3 separate regions of the Mus musculus genome follow, and regions 2 and 3 are each linked to region 1. The links are chromatin contacts, called in public HiCAR-type and promoter capture Hi-C maps. All regions are on one chromosome and are shown on one strand. The core of a region is the stretch at or near the end of the contact, and the rest is flanking DNA. Distances in the headings are between cores, read along the strand shown. Region 1 holds the start of Slc25a24 (solute carrier family 25 (mitochondrial carrier, phosphate carrier), member 24). Region 2 holds the start of Ntng1 (netrin G1). Region 3 holds the start of Prmt6 (protein arginine N-methyltransferase 6).

Region 1 (3,687 bases), core at 1,046-3,545:
AGAATTCCCTTTTCATCTGGAATTTTGACTCTTAAATGACTTACAGAATTTCCAATTAGCTTAATGTGATATGAATGAGCCAAAACATAAAATGATTAGTTTCCTCACTGTACTGCTAGGACATCCAGGTTCATGTCTCACTGCACGGTGAAATCACCTTTCCGGTGATGATCACAGCTTTTTACGGGAGCTGTTCAATACATGGCCTCCTTCATGATCACTCAGATTTGAGAGAGCATCAACCGTGGGGAATTTGGAACCGAACTGGTCCTTGTGCAGAGGCTGATGGTTTGTCTGCAATAGCACAGAGCAATTGATTAGTAGCTGTTAATAAAAAGGGTAAACATGTTTATCTGCTCAAACCATGAGACTCCGGAGTGGTTATTCAAGCAGATCCCTCACTACTCCAAGTGATCCAGAGTAGGTGCTGATGTCTTCAAGGACCAAAACTGATGGGGGTAAAATATCTGTGGTTCCCATGGAAATGAAGGGCATGCGAAGGCAGCAAGTCTTTTAATGCAGGAGTGCTGAATTAGGCTGAACCCTAGACTTGTCCTTCCTGACCACAATAAATCAAGTAAAACTAAGTATGAACCCAGGTTTTCTGTGTGGCCTTTGTGGGAGCCCTTGGTTGTGGGCCTGACGAATGGACACAGGAAGGGAAGCCCTTTCATGGAGATGATTGGGGTCCGTGAGCATTTTCTTCTCCCATGCAGACAATTTTCTACGGTTGTTATCTCTGTGTTGGCCATCCTTCACCGTCACAGCAAATACTGGAGATAATGTTTATAAACAGGGAAAGGTTCACCTGGGCTGGTTTCAGAGGTTCCAGCCCATGGTTACATGACCTCATTGCTTGTAGGCCACTGCTGGGGGGGTGTGACCGCAACACTGGGGAGCACAGGGTGGAATAAAACCACTCACCTCATACGCTGCCTTCTGCCCTTTAATATCACCCCCCGAAAAAAAACCCTTCTGACTCTTGCAGCACATAACTCCCGATATGTTTCTGTCACTATATAGCTCTGCTCTTTTCAGAACTTCCTAGCATGCGATTGCTTTCAGAGCTGAGAGGCAGCTCCTAGTTCGAACACAGCACAGGTTGTTCCACTGAGGAACCTTTATTTCTGGGTTGGCAAGCGTCCTCAACATCAGCCATCTCCAGAGATGGCCTTAGAAGCCATTTTCCAGGAGAGCCAACAAAGACTGGTGGCGTCTGAGAGCCTTTCCAGAGGAAGGGGCTAATTTCCAAGACTATGGCTTGGAAGCAATAGAGGCCCAGAAACTGGTTACTGGCAGCCTTTATCTGCAGACTCTATTTATACACAGTATATTTTAATGTACAGAGTGGTAAGGAAGGAGGGAAATTCAAGTCCTCCACTTTGGAAGAAACAAGTGGTTTTAGTGTTCGTTTTAAATACCCGGACACAACAGGACATAACCACAGATTCTGCTAAGCAGCAGTGATTGAATTGAGACTATTCCAGAGAAGGACATTTCACTTGATGGCAAAGCAGCTGTTCATATTCTCATTTTACTGACGGGAGGCTATCCAGGGAAGCTACGTTAGGTCTTTGGAATTACACAGCCGAAGGAGCAGGTATCGAAGTCTCTGTAGTCCCAGCGTTTCTCCCGTTATCCCAGAAACTGTGTCTCACCTGAACTATAAATGGCAAACCTCAGGACCACACCTGTCTCGAAGGAAAGAAGCTGGGGTTTCTTTGTGTGCTGTGGGAAGGTACCCACTGTGTTCCATCTTCTCTCCTTTCTCTATGCCCTCTTGGGTGGCTGATGCTCCTCTCAGAAAAAGGCCTCTAGCAGGCCCCTTTCCTCTCCCTTTGGTCTGATAGCCATTTTCACTTTTGACTCTCTGTCCCAGATACCCACCTACTGCTGTCTTTCTGATGAACTCTGCACTTCTCCAAGTCTTCCAGCCCAACGGGGCTTTGAGGTTGAGCAACCTGCTCATCAAACTACCCCCAAACCCAAGCTTTAATAAATCTGTTGGCGAAGTTTGTGCCTTTGGGCAGAGCAGAAACCCTCCTTGCATTCCCCCCTTCATCCCCCCCTCCCCCCCAGCACCCTATCCTACCTGGTTCTGGAGTCAGGAAGCTGGCCCATCCCCTCCTAGTCGCCAGCGCAGGCCTGGGCCAGCTCCGCCCAGAGCAGCAGCTGGGCGACCACACCCTGTGCGGAGCTCAGTTCCTGCGAGCCAGAAGCCTCGCCCCCCTCCCCCCCCCCCCCCCCCCCCCCCCCGACGACGATCCAGACAACCCGCGGCCGCCGCCCCACCCCACAGGCCTCCGCACTCGGATCGCGCCCCACCAGCTCACGGTGACTTCCCCGGGACCATGCTGCGCTGGCTGCGGGCCTTTGTGCTGCCCACCGCCGCCTGCCACGACGCGGAGCCGCCCACACGCTACGAAACGCTCTTCCGGGCGCTGGACCGCAATGGGGACGGCGTGGTGGACATCGGAGAGCTGCAGCAGGGGCTGCAAAGCCTGGGCATCCCGCTGGGCCAGGACGCGGAGGAGGTGGGTCGCTGTAGGGTGTTGGGGTGGCCGCAGGCGCCACACAGCCAGGTCCTGGGAGGGCGGTGGCCTGAGGCCAGGCAAGGAGGAGGAACTATGCCCGCCAACCCGCTGAAAGAGCTCCAAGGAGTTGGATCTGGAAGGCGGCGGGTGTATTCCCAGATAAATTAATGTTGCACACTTAAAACTGTCAACACTTTTTGTTCTGAGAGCATCTCTGGTTCTTGGCTCACTTGTCCCGTCCTTTGCAAACTTTTCATGACCTGCTGTCAGACTTTAGTGAGTCCCAACTTTAAGTAACTTTGTTACAGCTAGAGTTTATTGTTTCAAAAAGGAGTTAAAACCGGCCTTGCTCCCAACTGCTGGGTGAGGTAGAAAGGCCACATTCCGTTTTTATGACGTTCAAAGTTAGTCCCCTGGGTGCACGCATTGATCTGAAGGGTTGACCTGTTGCAAAGCAATTGGACTTTCTCTGAGTCATATGAATTGTGGCCCTGACATCCAGGCTCCTTGGCAGGGTGGGGACACTAGATCTGGAACTTGTCCAGCCCGCTGTCTTACAAGAGGACGCTGGCTTTTCTATCTTAAGAGGAAGGTGCTTGAGTTACTGAGTGGGCCACAACTGTTCTGTACCTATATTTAAAACTCCTCTTTCAGTCACTGTCAATGCCATTAATAGAGGAGTCTTCACTTTAGTTTGTCCTCTTGGTAAGTTACAACTTTATTTTTTGGAAGCTGCCAGTTTTGCCCAAGGCATTATTCTATATAACTTTACAGAACTTCTGTGTCTGCAGGGGTCCCTCTTTCTTCCTTATCTCAGTTCTTCCCCCATCTTCACTCTGGCCATAGGTTTGCCTATTCGATGCACTTTCTGAAAGAACCAAGTTCGAGTGTGGCTCTTCTACTTGCTCCGGGCTGACTCATTTCCTCCCATTTCTTGAATCAAAGGCCTGCCTAGCTACTTTTGAGTGATAGCATCTCTTCAGCCACCCTGTGGCTGCATCTCAGAGGCATGTTTCGGTTATTAGTTGTTTTTATTATTCTAATCACTTCCAGGTGTTTTCTAATCACTGACATGATGTCTTTGACTTATGTATCATTCTAAGTGTGCTTTAGGTTTCCCAATACATTTTTGTTCTTTGAAAATATGAATAAA
Region 2 (3,760 bases), core at 50-2,549, 1.0 Mb after region 1:
CAAGGCAAGTTTTTATTTATTTTTTCCCCAGATGAGAAAACTGGTAAAAGAAAATTTAAATTAAAAAAAAAAAGAAAGAAAAAAAGAAAAAGACAAAGCTTGTGCGATGCGTGTGGTCAGGTGTGTGTGGGAGACAGAGCGCTGCGCGTTGCGGGTGGGTGGATGGAGGCTCAGGATGCAACAGCCTGCGACCCGGTGCTGGGCGCAAGCCTGGGATGTAGTGTGGGTGTGAGCGGTGCGAGTTCTGGAGTGCGCACAGGCTCCGCTCTACCTCCTTAAGGCGCTTTCCAAAGTTCCTCGCCCACCCGGATCTCCCCTCCCGCCCTCGGTGGGCACCGGGGGTTGGCAGAGGGAGGGATAGAAGGAGGGAGGGAACTGATGGAGAAGAGCCACCCAGAAAGGCGCGGGTCGCTAGAGGAGAGGGGAGCCAGCTGCACTTACCCGGGCCCCCCGCTGGCCCTCCACGGGGCGGGAGGCCAGCCGTCGGCGCGGGGCGGCGCCCCTGCCCAGCTTGGTCCCGCGTGGGGCGGAGACCGCGGCTCCGGGGACCCACTGGCGGCGCACGGGGCGCGGGTGGAATGGGAACGCGGCGGGTGTGGACCTGAGCCGCTGCCACCGTAGCCCCGGGGTATCCCGCCCTGCAAGCACCCTGTTGGCGGCGGGAAGGAGGAGTCCACAACCCCAGACCCCATAGCACCCGGCGCCCGGAGTCCCCCGCCCGGGTTACCTTGGTCTCTTGCCCCTGGGGCAGCCTTGTCGCGCGTCGCCCCCTCTCGGAGCCGGGACCCTGACAGGGGGAATTCCTTCCCGTTGACGTCCTCTTCCAAAATGCAAAAGATCAGTGACTTTGACAGGTAGATGAGGGGGAGGGAGAGGGGTGGGCGGAGAGGAAGGGAGGATGAGAAAGGTGCCTCTCCCTCCAAAAATACAGTGGGATTAGGAACCAAATCGCCGCCTTCCGAGGTCTCGGCAACCTTCTCCGCTCGCAGCTTCCCCGCGCCGCCGCCGCCGCCGCCACCACTTCTCGCCTTAAACTTTTACTGTGGGTTTTTTTTCTCTCTCTCTCTCTCTCTCTTCTCTGTTTCTATTCCTTTCTTTTCTTTTAAGCTGCAGAACGATTTTCCCCCCCTGGATCCCAGGGGATCAGAACCAGCAGCCAGGCGGCTCTATCCCGCTTGGCACCGCTTTCATTTTATTTCAGATGAAGACGTTAGGTCTTTTTTTTTTTCTTTTTTGTCAGAAGCGACATAAATCAGGACAATTAGCCTTGGCGCCAAGAAGATCCTCTCGAAGCAATTTCGCCCCGGTTTTCTTCGCGCATTCCTCCACTCAAGTCAGAAATGTCACTGAACATAGCGTTGATGGCTGCGAGACGCGACGCACCCAAAGTCCGTTTGATGAAATATACATGGCCCCAAGATGCTTCGGGATTGCGGTTCGCCGCTACCCAGCCCCCGCCCGCGGCGCCCGGCCGGGACCCTGCTCCCAGCCCGCAGCCAGCTCTCGGCAAACTTAGGGGCGCGGACGAATTAGAGAGTGAGCGCCAGGGGCCCGCAAAGCGACGAGCGACGAAACAGCCCCAGGAAGCCGCAGCCCTCGGAGGGGTGGCGTGTTCTTCTCACTTAAAAAGCAGATCTTCTGCAACTGCCAGCGAGTGGAAGGATTGCAAAAAAACCTTACACTACCTCGAGACCTGGGCGCTCCGAGCGGTCCTAACTCCGTCCCGCTCGCTGCTTCTACTGCTGCTGCTCTGGCCACCACCGCTGCCACTGAGCAGGGACCTCCAGCTACTAGGACAAGACCACACACAGCCTTATCTTTGTTGATACTCAGAAGCACGGTTGCTACTGGCTCCCCCTTTACCCTCTACTTCTGCCCCCTCCCCTCTGCTCTTGCATTACCTCCCCGCACACAACGGAGCGCACCCTCTTCACCCTAACTGGGAGCAAGGTGGGTGGTATTTTTTAACTTGGAATTAGTTTGCAGAGCCAGAGCTTCGGACCTCCGTGGTGTGAAACCTATCCCACTTTAAAAAGTTGAAGTCCAAGTAGGAGCTCTGCATCAACTGCATCCTTGTTTTTCCCCATGACAGACAAAAGCCACCTGGCCCCAGGGCTTCCTTCTCCCATTAATACGTCTCAGACTCTCCTAAGATTCCCCCTAGCTACTTTCTAATGTGAACTGCAAACCAATCCGACTTACATAGGAAGGGAGAGATGTTAATTAGAAAAAGGACATTGTAATGAGGAAAAGACATAGGCATCTTAATGGCACTCCCCAACCTGGGATCTTCCTATACAGCAAAGAGAAGAAGCCATGTAAGGAGCTGTCTTGACTAACACCTGATTGTGATTGGATTTGACAGCAACCTGTCTCTGTGGTTCAAGGATTTGAGGGAGGAACTGACAAGATGCTTCTCAGGCTGGTGGGGGTAAGATGACAAGGGGCTCGTGTGTGTGTGTGTGTGTGTGTGTGTGTGTGTGTGTGTGTGTGTGTGTGTGTGTGTGTTAGGGACACTGGAGTAGAGGTGTTCACTCAGTGTAAAACAAAGGGTCAGAAATGGGTACCTGTGAGCATCGGGTCACTAGCTAAATACCCCAAAGTGAAGGCAAGCAACTAAAAGAGGCAGGGACATTTTCCAGCAATGGCTGGGATTGAGTGATGTTGGCAGAGAGGGTGTGCGGCCAGAAGGCTACTAAATTGAGGCCTGGAAAGGAAGAGGGATTCCAACCACCAGGACCTGTCCAACACCTTGGCCTTCCTTCAACACCTGAGAAGACAGGGAATGCTCCCAGTGTTCTTCCCAGGGCTGGAGCCTGAGTTTTCCCCTCTCCGTTCCTTTCTCTTTGTTCTTTGACCCTGAAATTTTAAGAATGGAATCTCACCCTTAGGGGATGAAGCTGCTGGCAAACCCGCAGCCATTGCTGGCTCTGCCTCTAGCTTGTCTCCTCCAAGATCAAAGCATATTGATACTGTGGAAATACTGTCCATTCTCCAACCCACCCACCCACTCACCCTCCCTCTCTGGTCCCAGAGCACTGACAGGCTCTGCCAGAAGGACCTGATATAGCATCCACAGTGGCCATCTCACCTCTTACTTGCCTTGGCCTGGACCCTGGACCACTGACAGCTATGAGCTTTTCTTCTCCTCACTGCCCTTTGCAATCAGGCCAGGAGAGCCCTTTGTGAGTTCTGAGTCTCAACATCAGCTGATGCAAGTATTTCTCCAGCACAATGAAAACAGATTTATACAGAAAAGAAGAATGCCCTCCCCAGATATACTGGGATCTCTGAAACGTTAGCCCTACAGCTAACCCCTCCCTTTTTTTTTTTTTTTTTTTTTTCTGATTCATGTCCCCATTCCCAGGATTCTGGGTTCTGTTGAGAAGTCTTTTGTGACTTGTAGACATCTCACTACTCCTTGAAGCAGACAATGGGCCCCACATAGATCTACTGGAGAGACTTCATGTCTTCCATGGAAACAGATCTTCCAAAGCTGGGTTTTCACTCAACCACGTGCCTGACCTTTGCAGAGACTCAGAAAACAACTAACTGAACACTTAGGTCTGAACTCTGGGAAGCACATCAGACTTCGCAGAGGCTTTGTAAATCCCCAATTCGGTTCTCCTCCAGTCTTGCGTCCTCCTGTCCTGCAATGGGAGTAGAAGGGGGGAGAATTATGGTTCTCGGCGGTGGTATATTTTCTCTTGATTTTCCAAAGCAGAACTTTGGGTGGATGTGACAAACCAAAACTGTGTAT
Region 3 (3,249 bases), core at 242-2,741, 1.1 Mb after region 1:
GAGGTGTCAGATTAGCTCGTGGACCAATTATAAAAAGATCACATTTATTGCCCCCCCCCCAACCCCGGCAGTTAAACAAAAGAAACAGAAATACAAGAGTTTCTTTATACTACATGCTTTCCAGGTTTAAAAGCCCGTTAGTAAGCACACTGCATCAGTCCTTGGTCAGGGATGCTCACTTTTAAAATAAACACTGCCAGAAGAATGTCCTCAAATGAAGACTGGAGCGGTGAGGTAAAAGAGACAGCTATGTCCCCAACTTGCATAGGCGATCTCCCTTTCTCTTCGGACCTTCCGAAGAAGGTGGAGGGGGAGAAAAGGCAACGCTCAGTCCTCCATGGCAAAGTCTTTGGTCTTTTCCTCATGGTCTCCCACTTTGTAGCGCAGAAGTATGCGCAGACGCCGGGGGTTGTCCGGGGAGGGCAGCAGGGTGATCTCTCCGGAAATGTCCGTATCTTGTTCCACCGGCACCGGCTCGTTCAAGTAGAGGAGCGCCTGCTTCCAGTGGGTGGCCGGGTGAAAAGGCGAGGTGGACAGCACCAGAGGTTTCTCCGAGTCCCCTCCGGGAAAGGTCACTTGAAACCAGACGGCGAAACCATGTAGAGGCGCGGAACCATAGCAGCTGCAGCGGAAGCGCCCGCCCACACCAGCCTCCAGCTCCTGCTCCAGGCCGGCTCGGGCCAGCTCGAGCTGGGCAAAGCGCTGCGGCCGGGCCAGCACGTCCTCTCCGGACAGATCCTGCACCACGATCTCCGAATGGCCCATGAGGCAGCGCGTGGCGAAGCTCTCCATGCAGCTCATATCCACGCCATAGTGCTGCTTCACCTGGCTCCAGAAACCCAGACGCCACTCGAGCATCTGGTCGCTAATCGGGGCCACGAAGAGCTCCGCGGAAGCTGGCAGGAGGAGACCGCCCTCCTTCAGCCATTTGGTCCGCGCGTGGAGCACGGAGCTCAGCATGGACTCGTGCAGAAGTCCGTAGCCCATCCACTCGCTGACGATGGCGTCCACTCGCTCCGGCAGCTCCACGGTCTCCACCGGGCCCGGCAGGACGTGCACGCGGTCCTCCAACCCGTTGAGCCGCACCACCTCCCGGGCCTGTTGCCAGATGGCGCTGGCCTCCACCGCGTACACGCGCCGTGCCCCGGCCTGGGCACAGAAGATGCTGAGAATGCCGGTGCCCGCGCCCACGTCCAGCACCGTCTTGCCTCGCAGCGCGGCCCAGTTCTTCAGGATGCCTAAGCGGTAGGCTTCGGTGCGGACCTGGTCGGCGATCATCTCCTCGTGGACCGAGACGTCGGAGTAGCACTCGTAGTACAGCTGGTCCCGCTCGCTCTTGGTCCTCCGGGGTCGTGGCGGGGCCGCCTCCTGCTCCCCGCCATTTTCCTCCTCGGCTCCCTCCCCTCCGGCGCCGGCGCCTCCGCTGTCCCCCGACTCAAGCTTTCTTTTCTTGCTCAGCGACATCTTGGCCCCGGCAGCCGACCCCCAGCATTCGTTGCGCGGTGCGGTGCGCAGGCTCAGAGTCCCCGGGGCCTGCTGGGATTCGTAGTCCGCTTCCTGCATCCCGCTTCCTGAGGGCAGAGGCTCAACCAGAGTCAATCTTGGCACACCGTTATTTTCCTCTAACGCCATGACAAGTTGTTCTCTAAGACCACACTATTTTCCCGAGATCCTTTCAGTTTTTGCCCTTTCCTTTTACCCCTTGTCAGGGTTCTCTAGAGTCACAGAACGTATGGGTAGCCTCTGTAGAGTAAGAGAATTTGTTGATGACTTACAATCTGTAGTCCCCAAAGATGGTCAGCAGCAGCTGTGAATGAAAATCCAAGGATCTAGCAGCTGCTCAGTCCCACACGGCGTCCTGGCAGAAAAAGTGAGTTTTCCTTCTTCCAGTGACCTTATGTAGGCCTCCCGCAGGTGTGTCCCAGAATAAAGGTGTGTATCACCACTTCCGGATCTGGGACTTCCTTTTCCCAGGCTGACCTTGAGCTTTTGTCTCAAGTTTCCTGGGATTAAAGGCATGTACTACCTTGCCTGAGGCTAAACTTTTCATGGCCATATGCCTCAAGATCTTCCTGCCAAGGCCGGGCGTGGTGGCTCACGCCTTTAAACCCAACACTTGGGAGGCAGAGGCAGGCGAATTTCTGAGTTCGAGGCCAGCCTGGTCTACAGAGTGAGTTCTAATACAGCCAAGGCTACACAGAGAAACCCTGCCTCAAAGAAAAAATAAACAAACAAAAAAACCTCCACTCGGTTCAAGTCAGAAACCTGTGTCTTTCAGCCTCAAGATCACAGGTGAGTGAGCCTTCCAATTCTGGACTGTAGTTCACTCCAGATATAGTCTAGTTGATGATAGCCAGGAATAGTCACTACACTCATTTTTACACATTCTTGATGTAGGCACACCACTTACAGCTACAAGTCTATGTTTCCCTCACAGGACCTCCCCCGCCCCCCACTACTGAATTATGTGGCACAGTTCTTGTCCCTTCTCTGACAGTTGTAACTCACCAAACTCTCTGTTCTAACCAGAGTTAGGATACAAAGAATATGTATGACGCAAAGTGAAAACCAAATAATACAAGATCTTGATTCTGAGTCCAAAGTGATCCCTGAGGTACGTTAAGCTCCAGGGCAAATACTGAAGAAGTGCTGTGGCCATGAAATGTATCAGCCACCACTGTGTCTCTGGAGAATAGTTTACTTGGTCTTGAGTCCTGTTCTGAAACTTCTGTAGTTCAAACTAAAGAACAATTAACATCAAGGGTATGATATTCTCAAACCCATTTCCAGTGTCTTTGGTGACCAGCTTATATATACACATACATACACTTAAATCTATGTATCTGTGTAAAAACACTTGCTTGGAGAAATGGTGAAACTCATCTCTTTTGACTTCTTTTCCAATGCAATTCACTTTTAAAAAAAATTCTGCTATATCTCCTTTTAAAGCCAGAATTGATACCCACAGGCTCAGTTATTTTATTTTTTCTGTTAGTCAAAAAGAAGCTTGGTTAACAATAAATTAATCTCTTCATTGGCCATAACATAAAAACAATAATTTAAAGAATGTGTACTGGTATCTGGAACAGGAGCAATGGACAGCACTGGCTGCTCTTCCAGAAGACCCAGGTTAGATTAGAATATCCACATGAATGCTCTCAGTTGGCTTTAACCGCAGTCCCAGGGGACCTGTTGCCTTCCTTTGGCCTCCAAGAGTATCAAGTATGTATGTGATGTCCAAACATAGAG

Evidence for each region. Promoter capture Hi-C pulls out the DNA fragments that hold promoters and counts their contacts. HiCAR-type assays count read pairs that join an accessible place to other places.
Region 2: a HiCAR-type map of astrocytes shows a contact between it and region 1, with 2.9 times the contacts expected there. The contact joins the promoter of Ntng1 here to the promoter of Slc25a24 in region 1.
Region 3: a promoter capture Hi-C map of pre-B cells shows a contact between it and region 1, with 5 times the contacts expected there. The contact joins the promoter of Prmt6 here to the promoter of Slc25a24 in region 1. A contact is called at or near these places in 4 of 39 promoter capture datasets (hippocampal neurons, liver, pre-B cells and 1 more) and 1 of 115 datasets of contacts at active chromatin or transcription factors (astrocytes).

What each region holds. Positions count from the first base shown.
Region 1 is chr3:109,120,854-109,124,540 of GRCm38.p6, forward strand. Slc25a24 (solute carrier family 25 (mitochondrial carrier, phosphate carrier), member 24) reads left to right here and starts at 2,296. Exons shown (of 10, transcript NM_172685.3): 1 at 2,296-2,534. The coding sequence starts at 2,352. Gm19391 (a long non-coding RNA gene) reads right to left here and starts at 2,221. Exons shown (of 2, transcript XR_867568.1): 1 at 2,093-2,221; 2 at 1-294.
Region 2 is chr3:110,142,173-110,145,932 of GRCm38.p6, forward strand. It overlaps Ntng1 (netrin G1), which reads right to left and starts at 1,300. Exons shown (of 8, transcript NM_030699.2): 1 at 728-1,300.
Region 3 is chr3:110,249,508-110,252,756 of GRCm38.p6, forward strand. Prmt6 (protein arginine N-methyltransferase 6) reads right to left here and starts at 1,492. Exons shown (of 1, transcript NM_178891.5): 1 at 1-1,492. The coding sequence starts at 1,464. The coding sequence ends at 328.